Linked DNA regions of Zea mays: region 2 is linked to region 1. A link is a contact called in public Hi-C data. All regions are on one chromosome and are shown on one strand. Each heading gives the region's core, a stretch centred on a gene start, on an enhancer-like site or on the middle of the called end of the contact. The rest is flanking DNA. Distances are from core to core; before and after follow the strand shown.

Evidence for each region. A called contact is a pair of places that touch in the nucleus more often than the background predicts.
Region 2: a Hi-C map of tassel shows a contact between it and region 1, with 3 times the contacts expected there. The contact joins the promoter of LOC103633129 here to the promoter of LOC100283139 in region 1. A contact is called at or near these places in 4 of 25 Hi-C or Micro-C datasets (ear, endosperm, leaf and 1 more).

What each region holds. Positions count from the first base shown.
Region 1 is chr7:151,903,911-151,908,949 of Zm-B73-REFERENCE-NAM-5.0, forward strand. It overlaps LOC100283139 (blue copper protein), which reads right to left and starts at 1,317. Exons shown (of 2, transcript NM_001156041.2): 1 at 970-1,317; 2 at 242-836. The coding sequence starts at 1,126. The coding sequence ends at 487. LOC100382283 (putative protein phosphatase 2C 21) reads left to right here. Exons shown (of 11, transcript NM_001175033.1): 11 at 1-347. It overlaps LOC100285422 (transmembrane 9 superfamily protein member 4), which reads right to left. Exons shown (of 7, transcript NM_001158315.2): 4 at 4,482-4,587; 5 at 4,250-4,362; 6 at 4,009-4,162; 7 at 2,461-3,899. The coding sequence ends at 2,742.
Region 2 is chr7:152,270,508-152,275,707 of Zm-B73-REFERENCE-NAM-5.0, forward strand. It overlaps LOC103633129 (Octicosapeptide/Phox/Bem1p (PB1) domain-containing protein / tetratricopeptide repeat (TPR)-containing protein), which reads right to left and starts at 1,317. Exons shown (of 4, transcript XM_020540974.1): 1 at 611-1,317; 2 at 1-505. The coding sequence starts at 491. It overlaps LOC100283950, which reads left to right and starts at 1,559. Exons shown (of 6, transcript NM_001156848.2): 1 at 1,559-1,934; 2 at 2,122-2,169; 3 at 2,286-2,348; 4 at 2,742-2,795. The coding sequence starts at 1,809.

The DNA of each region.
Region 1 (5,039 bases), core at 67-2,566:
ATGCGGCCCAAGTAAGCTTTCCTTTGACTGAAGCTACTACACTAGCAGCGTTTGAAATCTCAGCGTTGTAAAATCCCAAGTTATTCTTTCAGAATTTGAGTTGCCTTTGTGAACAGCGAGGTCGATGGCCCAGATTACCCCCCGAAGTAGGCGTTGAGTGGCACACCGTGCTGTGGAGCTCTAACCGGTGGATAATAGACAAAAAAGGATAGTGAGGTGGTGTATATAAGAAAAGGGATTCTATTCGACAATCTCTTATAGGGTTTGTTGCTTCCTTCTTTCTAGTGTTCAGAGTCGTCGCAACCTGTAATACATGGCATGTTGGTGCTTAAATTGGTTTTTTTGTGAAATGCATTGATGAGTTGTCGGAAGGGTAGTTTAGCTTCTCAAGCAGATTTGCTTGCAGAAAAGTGAAAGATCCGAATGAGATGGGAGCAAAAACAAAAATACTAGAACAATGTTCAGTGAATGCATGGAATAAGGCTCCTAGCAGAAAGCAGCCACTGCAGCTGCGGCGACTGCGAGCGTCGCCAGCCACGCGGCGCTCCTGGTCCCGAGCGCCGCCGCGGCGGCCTCTTCCTGTGCGCCGGTGTCCGCATGGCTGCTGGAGCCCTTGGAGGTAGCGTTGTGCGGGAGCGGGTGGACAGTGATGGCGACCTTCATGCCTTGCAGGCAGAAGCCGTTGCCGCAGACAAAGTAGTAGCGGCGGGCGGCGGGGAGTGGGATGAAGTCCTTGCCGGAGGTCCAGTTGCCGGCGACCCCAGCCATGGTGCAATTGTCGTACCCCGTCTCGTTCACCTCGAACACGTTATGCGTCCCCTTCTGATACCGGAACGCTGCACAGCAACATTGCGGTGTTAGCAGCAATCAGGGCTCCAACGGGAGCCTCACCTCGCTATGAAATGAAATGGATCTAATACGGCAGCCAGAAGGGCCTAGAATTTCTTGTTTGGATGAGGAGGGCCTTACAGATGAGGTCGCCGACGTAGAAGGTCTGGTTGCCGGACCAGAGGGAGTAGTTGATGTTGGGGTTCCACCCATGGTTGGCCCCAACGATGTGGTCCGTGCCGGCGGAGGGACCAAGCGCGAAGCCGGCAAGCACCGCGGCGACAAGGAGCCACGACATTGCGGCTGCGGTGCGAGCACCACGTTGGGGAGACGGCCGTGGTTATGTGAGCAGAAGAGCGAAGAGGAGGCAGAGAGCAAGTGAACTGCGGCGGAAGTGCTGTCGTACAGTCAGTGGGCGGACCGGCGTAGCCGCGTAGGAAAGGAGACAGGACACAGGAGCCCGGCAGCAGCACCAATTATATCGCTAGTGTCAGCCCCGAGCCCGACTCGAGTATGGTTTTGCTGCGGAGTGTGGGTGTGGCCCGCTTTTTTTGTTGGGGCACCACGGATTTCAGCAGATTTGGCGGGAATTGAGCCCTTTATACGCGCCATGACTGGTTCCCTGGCGAGTGGCTAGGCCCCTGAGAGTCAGTTCGAACGTGACGGACTGCTGCAAACAGCAATGCAGCAGGCATCTGCCGAGCCTGAGAGAAGCAACTTCCCAGGTTTCTCCATCCCATGGCACCCTTTCATTTCATTTCCCCATGTACACCAATGGCGAAATCAGGTTGGGAAATTTGATGATTAATTATGGCTGATTTGGTGATCAAAGAATTAGAGAAAATCCATGAGAGAAGAATCTCCTTGCTAAGAGCTAGTTTAGTAATCTCATTTTTAAGCGATTTTCAATTTTCTAAGAGAAATGAATTAATTTCTACTGGAAAAAATTGAAATCACTTGCAAAAAAATGGGGTTGAGAACTCCATTCTGGGATTTTTATTTCCCAAAAAAACAAACTAATTTAGTTTGAGAAAATAGAAATCACTATTCCTAAGCAAGGAGATTTCTCCCATATAGATGTCCTCCAATTCTCTGATCATCAAACCAAACCAACTCTTACTGCCTAATACCTCAAGCAGGCATAGTGACTTAATGATAACACTCAACTTTTAAAATGCCAGCATTCGATTCACAGCACAACAAATGAGCATTGCTGGAACAAAGATTTTTGCAAGTCAAAGCGCCAGCTCTGATCTCTAAGGAACTGAGGTTACATTCTTGCCAATTGCTATTGAATTGGAATTTACTTAATAATATAGGTCATTTAGTTTAGAATTTGGCATTCTACCACTTTCCAAAGTTTAGAGATAAATCTAGGGAGATTGATTTTATGTATCACTAATCTACATTTTTTTACTCGGTAACTTACAACTCGGCTCACTCCTCTATAGTATAACTGAAGTACATAAATATTTATCCCATGTGACCAACAATAATATACAAATATATTCTGCATAAAACCATATTAGCTTAATTAATCTATATCTAAATTTACTATTCAATTCCAGGATCCAAACGGTGGATTTCATACTGGTCTTGGAGCCCTACAGTAATTCACCGGTACAAGCATATACCTGTCACAATGAATTTAATTTATATAGAGCCCCACAAAAAAATTTGTCACAAGGTACAGCCTCATCATAATGTGTTTACCCTTATATTTTTCAGTTCCAAATCACTAAAGTGTATAACCTGACAATAACAAAACATAAACCATCTGTAAACTAAATCCTAAACAGTAAAATTTTCCTGAAAACCTTCAAAAAAAGGAGGGGGGGTAATTCCCCAATCCACATTAATCATACAATTATCTTGACTCCATTGAAACATGTGCTGTTCTGTCATCTTGGCACCTAATCGATCTTCACTGAAGAGTAAATCAACCTAGTGAACCAGAAGCAGGCGCAGAAACCAATTGTGCCAGTCAGCACGAAGAAGGCATATGAGGCGAGAAGCATGTAGCCGAAGTACAAGATGCCAGACACCAGCTTAGTGATCTGCAGTTTCGTGAAGAAGTAGAAACCAGCGTACAGGAAGAGATACAGGGCGGAGGATCCTGAGGTAAGGTAAGACCTCCACCACCACATGTAGTCCTCACTGCAGAGCTGGAAATAGCAGAGCACGATTGTGATCTCGGCGCAGGTGATGATCAGGATCACAAACACAAGGAAGAGGAAGCCAAATATGTAGTAGAACTGGTGCAGCCAGATGGAGGTGAGGATGAAGAAGAGTTCAATGAAAACTGCTCCAAATGGAAGGACACCGCCAATCAGAATGGTGAAAAGCGGATTCATGTACCAAGCCTGCTCAGGGATCTGACGTGGAATCTTGTTTGTCTTGACTGGAGGTTCCATGGCAGGTTTCTTGAACCCAAGATAACTCCCAACGAAGACAAGGGGTACTGAGATGCCAAACCAAAGGAGGACCAAGGCAAACATTGTGGTGAAAGGAACAGCACCAGATGACTTCTCCCCCCATATAAGAGCATTCAAGATGAAGAAAATAACAAATGCAACCCCTGGAAATAGGAAAGCCGTTTGCAGGGTTATCTTCTTCCACTCTGAACCTTTGAACATCTTGTAAAGGCGGGAAGAAGAGTAGCCAGCAAGCAGACCCATCAAAACCCAGACTAGAAGCATTGCAGTCATGAGTCCTCCCCGGTTTGATGGAGAAAGGAAACCCAACACAGCAAAGATCATTGTAACTACGAGCATGCCAAAGAATTGGACGCCAGTGCCAACATAAACACAGAGCAAGTCAGAGTAGGTTGGAGGACGGAACACATCCCCATGAACAAGCTTCCAGCCTGTTTCCTCTTGTGCTTCTTCTTGAGTTTCAAGCTGATTGTATCTAGAAATGTCTCTGTAGAGAGTGCGAAGCATTATCATGGCAACCATGCCTGATAGGAAAAGCACGATCATGAGAGAGTTCACAATAGAAAACCAGTGAATCTGATCATCGGTCATCAACAGGTAGGTGTCCCAGCGTGACGCCCACTTGATCTCACTCTCCTGAAAATTAGTGGAAGTTCCATTAAAATCATGACAAAAGAAACATTCAAAGAGTACACTAGCAGCTAAACAAAGTTAAAATAAGCAATTCTTAATCCCAGTCTTGTACCTCAAAGCGAACATCATATGTGAATATGATTTCCTTGCCAACTTCAACTTCCTGAGGAGAATCAGAGTTTATTACAAATTTGCTCGCATGAGGATCACAAGTGCTCAAGCGGGTGTCTACACCATTCCATTTATCGTCAACCTGGTGCTTGACACTGGCAAAATATGTACCAAAATACCTTAGGTCCATTTCATAAAGCACAAGAAGAATAAATCCCGCCAAACAAAGTTAAGAGGTAAACCTGTGTGGGTTGACCTCAAATCCCACTATTCTAGAATGTTCCAAATTATCGTCCTTGTGATACTTCACCGTAAATGACAAATGGTTGTGTATGAAGTATTTCTCATCCTTTGTCTGAAAAAAATGTGTACGAGAATTTATTTGTACAGATAAATATATAAAGGGTTCCAACAAAGAATTAAAGATTGCATGCATAAAGAAAAAGTAAACATTAAGTGAACAAAAGGACTTACTCCAGAATACAGGCCTTTGGCACCAACATGATATCCACCTTGATAAGCAATACTGTTCTTATCTTGCCTTGTAACAGGAACAACTAGCGGGAGGTTGTCAAGGATCCTGAGATGCAATTTATATCAGCTATAGGAAATCACTGTGTCAACTGAAGTACAACACTACCCACATATGCATGGTTATTAAAACGGTAAAACGTTAAAACGTTATGAACCACCTTTTTAACGTTTAAACGTTTAAACGAACGTTGAAACGTCTTTTCAGACATTACATAAAATTTCAATTATAGAATGTGTTCATACATAAGTTAAGTACTTGAGTTCACAAAACAAAATGAAACAAATCAAGTTCAACCACACAAGTTACAACTTGTATATATGATCAGTAACCATAAACTCTTGATGACTGAAAGTCTGAAACTAGGGAGTGCGTCAATGTCTGAACTGGAAAACTGAACCTGGAACTCTTGATGATTGAAAGTCTAAAACTAGGGAGGGTGGCGCTTCACTGGCCTGGCAGCGCTGAACTGTTGGAGGATGGAGAGGGAGGAGGGGGCA
Region 2 (5,200 bases), core at 67-2,566, 370 kb after region 1:
TTGATCCTGTCGGATACATCCAGCGCAGTAAGGTTGTTGGGCTCCAGAGCGAGCACCTTGTTGACGTCCCTGCACGCGAGGTCGAGCCTGCCCAGAGCCTCGAAGCAGCGCGCCCGCTTGAGCAGCGCCTTGGTGTACTTGGGCGACGCTTCGAGCGCGATGTTGCACTCGTTGATGGCTCGGTAGTAGTCGGGCGGGCTCATCTGCATGTAGCAGGCGGCGATGTTGCTGTGGAGGTAGGCGACGTCGGGGTGCGCCCGGGGCAGAAGCTTTATGGCCTTGTCGTAGTTGAGCAGCGCGCGGTCGTAGTCCCGGCGCTGGAAGAGCTTATTGCCCTCTTCCTTGTGCTCCTGCGCCATGTCCGTGAAGAGGGTCTCATCGCCGTCGAGGACCTTGGAACCAGACCGCTCCAGTGACGCCGGCTTGCCCCCGTGGTCGCCGGACTTGCCGCCGCCGGAGGCCCTCTTCTTCTTCAGCGACGGCTTGCCCATCTCCGGCAACAAATCTACAACCAAAAGGCTCTTCTCGCAATCAACAAACGCGGTCTCGGATCCTCAAAAAAAACTGCCAAATTAGACGGAAGCAAGGTGGAATTCCACAGAAATCTTACCTTTCTATTGCCAAACCCTGCCAAACGGACCAATTGAAAGCAACAATTCAAGAGCGCCGCTCCTCTCAAACCCCGACAGGAAGCAACCAAATCCCCAAAGCCTGGAGGAAGGCGAGGGGGGAGAGAAAAGCCAACTACCCCAAGTCAAAAGCAAGCGAAGGACAGAGTCACAGAACGGAAACCAACAAGGCAACGAAGACGCGGTCGGAGCAGCGAATCTGCCTCTTTCTCGTGCGTGCGGCTGGGGATTGACGAATTGTTGGGATGCGTGGAACGGAGTAAACGAACAAACTGCCAGTACAGTACGCTTAACGGCTCAGGCAAGGGAAATGAACAGCAAGGCAGCAAGCTTAAGCTTCTGGTCTACTAATCCTTTATCTTTCCGCTGGCGTGGTCTGGTCTCGTGGAGCAGGTAGTACTAAAGAACGAGAAATCAAGGCTCAGGCAGTGCTCCACTAATCTTTTTGATTAGCGTGTATGGTTGGTTTGTGGGAATGGCTACGCAGCTGCGGGTATGCGGGACCTGGTCGGCGTCGGCGGGCGCGTGTGGTGACAGCCAAGACGCGGGCGCCGCCTGCCGGCCGATGCGCTGGGTGTTCCAGTGCGTGTGGTTGTGGTGTGGAAGCAACAACGGTGGCGGTGGTTAACGCCGGACCGCCGATTGTGAGCGCGACATGCCCAAACGGGGCCGTCCACCCGTCCTGCGTCAGCTGTCAACGTCATGGGCTCATGGAAAAGTTAAACGAGCGCTAAGCCGCCGCCACCCCGCGGATTAGGTTAGGGTTTCCCGCCTCGGCTGCGTCGCGTTCACTCTCTTTCAACGCCGGGCCAGGCCGCGCCTCCCATTACCAAGTGGGAGTGGGTCGACTTCTATGAATGGGCCAGCTAGGCCCATTTGTTGGCCCACGTGCACCCTGACTTCTTGACTGGATGAGCCCCTCTCCGTGACGTGCGTCGACCAATCAGCGCGTGCCACGTCATGCTCGGGGCTCTCACCGACGTGCGGGCCCTAGCCCGTCGAGGAGGATCGGCACTGCACGGGCTCCGTAAGCACTTCCCGAGAAAAGGAAGACAGAGAAGGAAACTGCAGTGAAGTCGCCGGCGCCGCCGCGACAGGAGGAAGGAGCAGCAGCGGCAGGGGAGGCCCGGCGATCTCTTCTGCTGCGTGCGGCGAGGGAGTAAAAGGAGCCGCGACAGGATGCACTCCTTTGGGCACCGCGCCAACGCGGTGGCAACGTTCGCGGTCACCATACTGGCCGCGATTTGCTTCGCCGCCTCCTTCTCCGACAACTTCAACACCCCAACACCCACTGCCTCCGTTAAGGTACCACACCCCTCTTCCCTGCCCCACCGCGTCTCTCTAAATCCCGTCGAGCCCGCCCGCCTGCCTTGTGTCCGATCTCCGCTGGCGTATCTATCTTAGTTCGTGACTTCGAGCGTGGGCGGCTCGATCTGCTTGTACAATCTTCATGTGTCATGCTAACACGGTCCCCGTCGTTTGGGTTACACAGATCTTGAATCTAAACTGGTTCCAGAAGGAGGCCAACGGCAACGACGAGGTAAGTCATCTCCGTTTTTTTTTTGTGCAAATTATTCAGAGCTAACATCAGACTACTTGTGTCAGATATGTTCCTCGAATTTGTAACGATTGATTGCTCTGTCTTTCGTTCTTCAGGTTAGCATGACGCTGAACATTTCGGCCGACCTTTCGTCTCTTTTCACGTGGAACACAAAACAGGTAAATGTGTATTTCTGGTACTTCAGACCCTTCCCTTCATGGTCGCCATTCCCAGTTTCCACTAAGTTTTACTGCACTAGAAAGTATGGTTTTAGTTTTGTGTACGAGGTCAACACTGAAAAGTAAGGAATCCTCGAGCACAGGAAGTACTCTCTCCTTAATGTTTGTGTCTTTGAGCGAATGCGAATTTGAACCTGAGCTTTGGATAACTGTTAGAGTGTTCTCAGTTTGCACAATGGTCTATGAGAAATATAATGGGAATTTGCCAGAAAAATTCGGTGAATCATGATACATCTGTGCGACTAAATCTCTAATGCACCTGATCTATTAGTGCTGCTCAAGCGAAACTTTAAAAGATCACTGCTTAACTTTGCTTTTATTGCATGCTTATAGGTGTTTGTTTTTGTGGCAGCAGAGTATGAGACTCCACAGAATGCTTTGAATCAAGTAAGTTTGTCAATTATTATTCTTCGTGAGTCCATATATTACTTGTGGTTCTGTAATGTGGGCCATTATTATAGTGGCTCAGATGATTAGCATCTCTATCAAGATGCCTCAAATTAGTGCTCCAAAAGTTGAAATACTACATCATTTAACGTGTTTAGGGCACTAAAAACAAATTGTGCTCCAATAGTTAAGCCTTAAATAATGTATTTTAGGAAATAAATTACATTATTAGGAAAGAAAATATTGAGGATGATGTAGAAAATAAGGATAGGGACTAATCCGAGTGTTGTATATTTGTGTCACTTCATTGTCTGCCCTATTTTATTTTTATTTTTTTGATAAAAAAATTGTAAAATAGAACGCTGTTGAAGTTGTTTCTTTTATGAGTAGAGCCCTATATTTTAAGATAGTGCACTGATTTAAGACACTGTTGGAGATGCTCTTAGTTACTACTAACCTACAGTCCTACACAATTGTTCATAAAAGCATGAGTTTTCTGCTCGGGACTGTAGTGCAATCTCATGCAATTGCCACTTGCTTGAGGGTTGCAGTAATGATGTCATATAGTTTTCTTCTTGGTCAACATACAATGGGATTTGTTGTGGACACATATAGTGGTTTTGGAAAGTGAATTTACTTTGCTGTGGGGTTGTGCCAAACCTTTATAAGCTACACAATCTGACCTAACCCATTAGACATCTCCATGTGTTGTTGATGGGAATTTTTTTTCACGTAGATGAACTACAGTTGAAGTATAAATCGGGGAAAACTGAAGTCTGTTAGAGTAATTAATCCATGTCCTTTTAGACCAGCTAGCTAAATCTGGTTCAAGGAACATCATAGTTGATAAAAAGAATGCAGTTTAATTGCAACAGGCCCAAAATAACATTTTAGAACAAGGTAAACAGTGTCCTTGATGTTAGCTTGATAATTTGCATAACTACTGGTTTTCCAAACTTTCGGGTAGCAACTTGAGACTGCTCTATATATTTATGTGATATAATCTTGGACTTGATGGATACCTATACAAGTATGCCATTTGCACAATTACTGTTGGTTTTCTGAGCTTTGGGTCAGCAACTAAGACTATTTTTATGTGATACAATCTGTTATGGTCGCTAGATCGGTGAGGGATTGGAGAGGGAATTTGATGGTTGGGGGTCTCTGCCCACGGTACTCGTGGTTACTGTTCACAGGACGCCGGCCGGGGGTCTCTGCCCACGGCCGAGCAAGAGGGGGGGGTTTCCCTTCTAATTCTTGCTTGCTTTATTTCTCATCCATTGATTACATAAATAGGCCGGTTGGCTGCCCCTATCTAGCTAGAGATCCTTATCTCCTAAAAACTCTCAACAAACTACTAACTGATAACCTTCCTAGATAATCTCAACTAATCTCCTAAATAATCTCAACTAATCTTCTAATCTTATCTCTAACTATCCTTATCTAATCCCCCTTGAGGGCCCATGGCTGCTGCTATCGCAGCCCCTCCGTGGGCCTCCTTAGGCCCTGACACTACACCCCTCCTGGACAAGCAGCTCGCCCTCGAGCTGCCGCATAACGGGTGCTCAAAGACCGAGTCTACTTGACCCAAAACCAAACACCTAGAAGACAAGTCTTTTACATCTCGGCTTATCTTATTATTCCGAATCTGATTTCTTTTTACCCCATAAGATAAGGCGGACACGCACGTGTGCAGCCACCTGGATCCCATGGACGCCATCTGCACGAAAGGGGAGCACATGGATGGGCACCTGGAATAGGTCGCAACAATAACCAGCGGAGGCGCCCTCGTGGCGGCCGGTAGCGGAATGTGGTGGCGCTAAATAGTGCGCCCTTGTTGATGACGAGGTGAGTGCCTTCCCTACCGCCGCTGCCGTAGAGTTGAAGTTCGTCGCCCGCGAGACACGTATCATGCTCGCACTTCGAGATAGTGGCCTGGTGCCACTGTTGATGGCCGTCCGACAGGGTGAGGTCGCGTCGACGTGTGCCGAGGTCAACCGTCACCAAGGCTGCCTCGAGCATCTGCCGGCGCATCTCCCGCACTTTCTGTCGTGCAAGGAAGCCACGAGCAGCAGCTTGTATGCCCACAGCCGCCGACGCCCGGAGCCGTGTGGACATCGCCAGCTGGTGTTGCTCATGTTGCACTGCTGCCTTGATTTGCAGCAGCCCTTGCTCAACCTTCTGGAGCGTGGCTTGCATCTGTGTGAGATCAGCCCTTATGTTGGTCCACAAATCTCCCATCGATGGAGCTGGTGATTGTTGAGTCGTGGCTGCCCCTAGTGGCGTCGCCCATGGGGACGGAGACGCCGTCAACGAAGATGATGTGATGAAATTTGGCATTGTCCCTGGGGATGGGCCCGCTGGCGTCCAGGATGTGGTGACAAAATTGGCAGGCGATGCTGCCC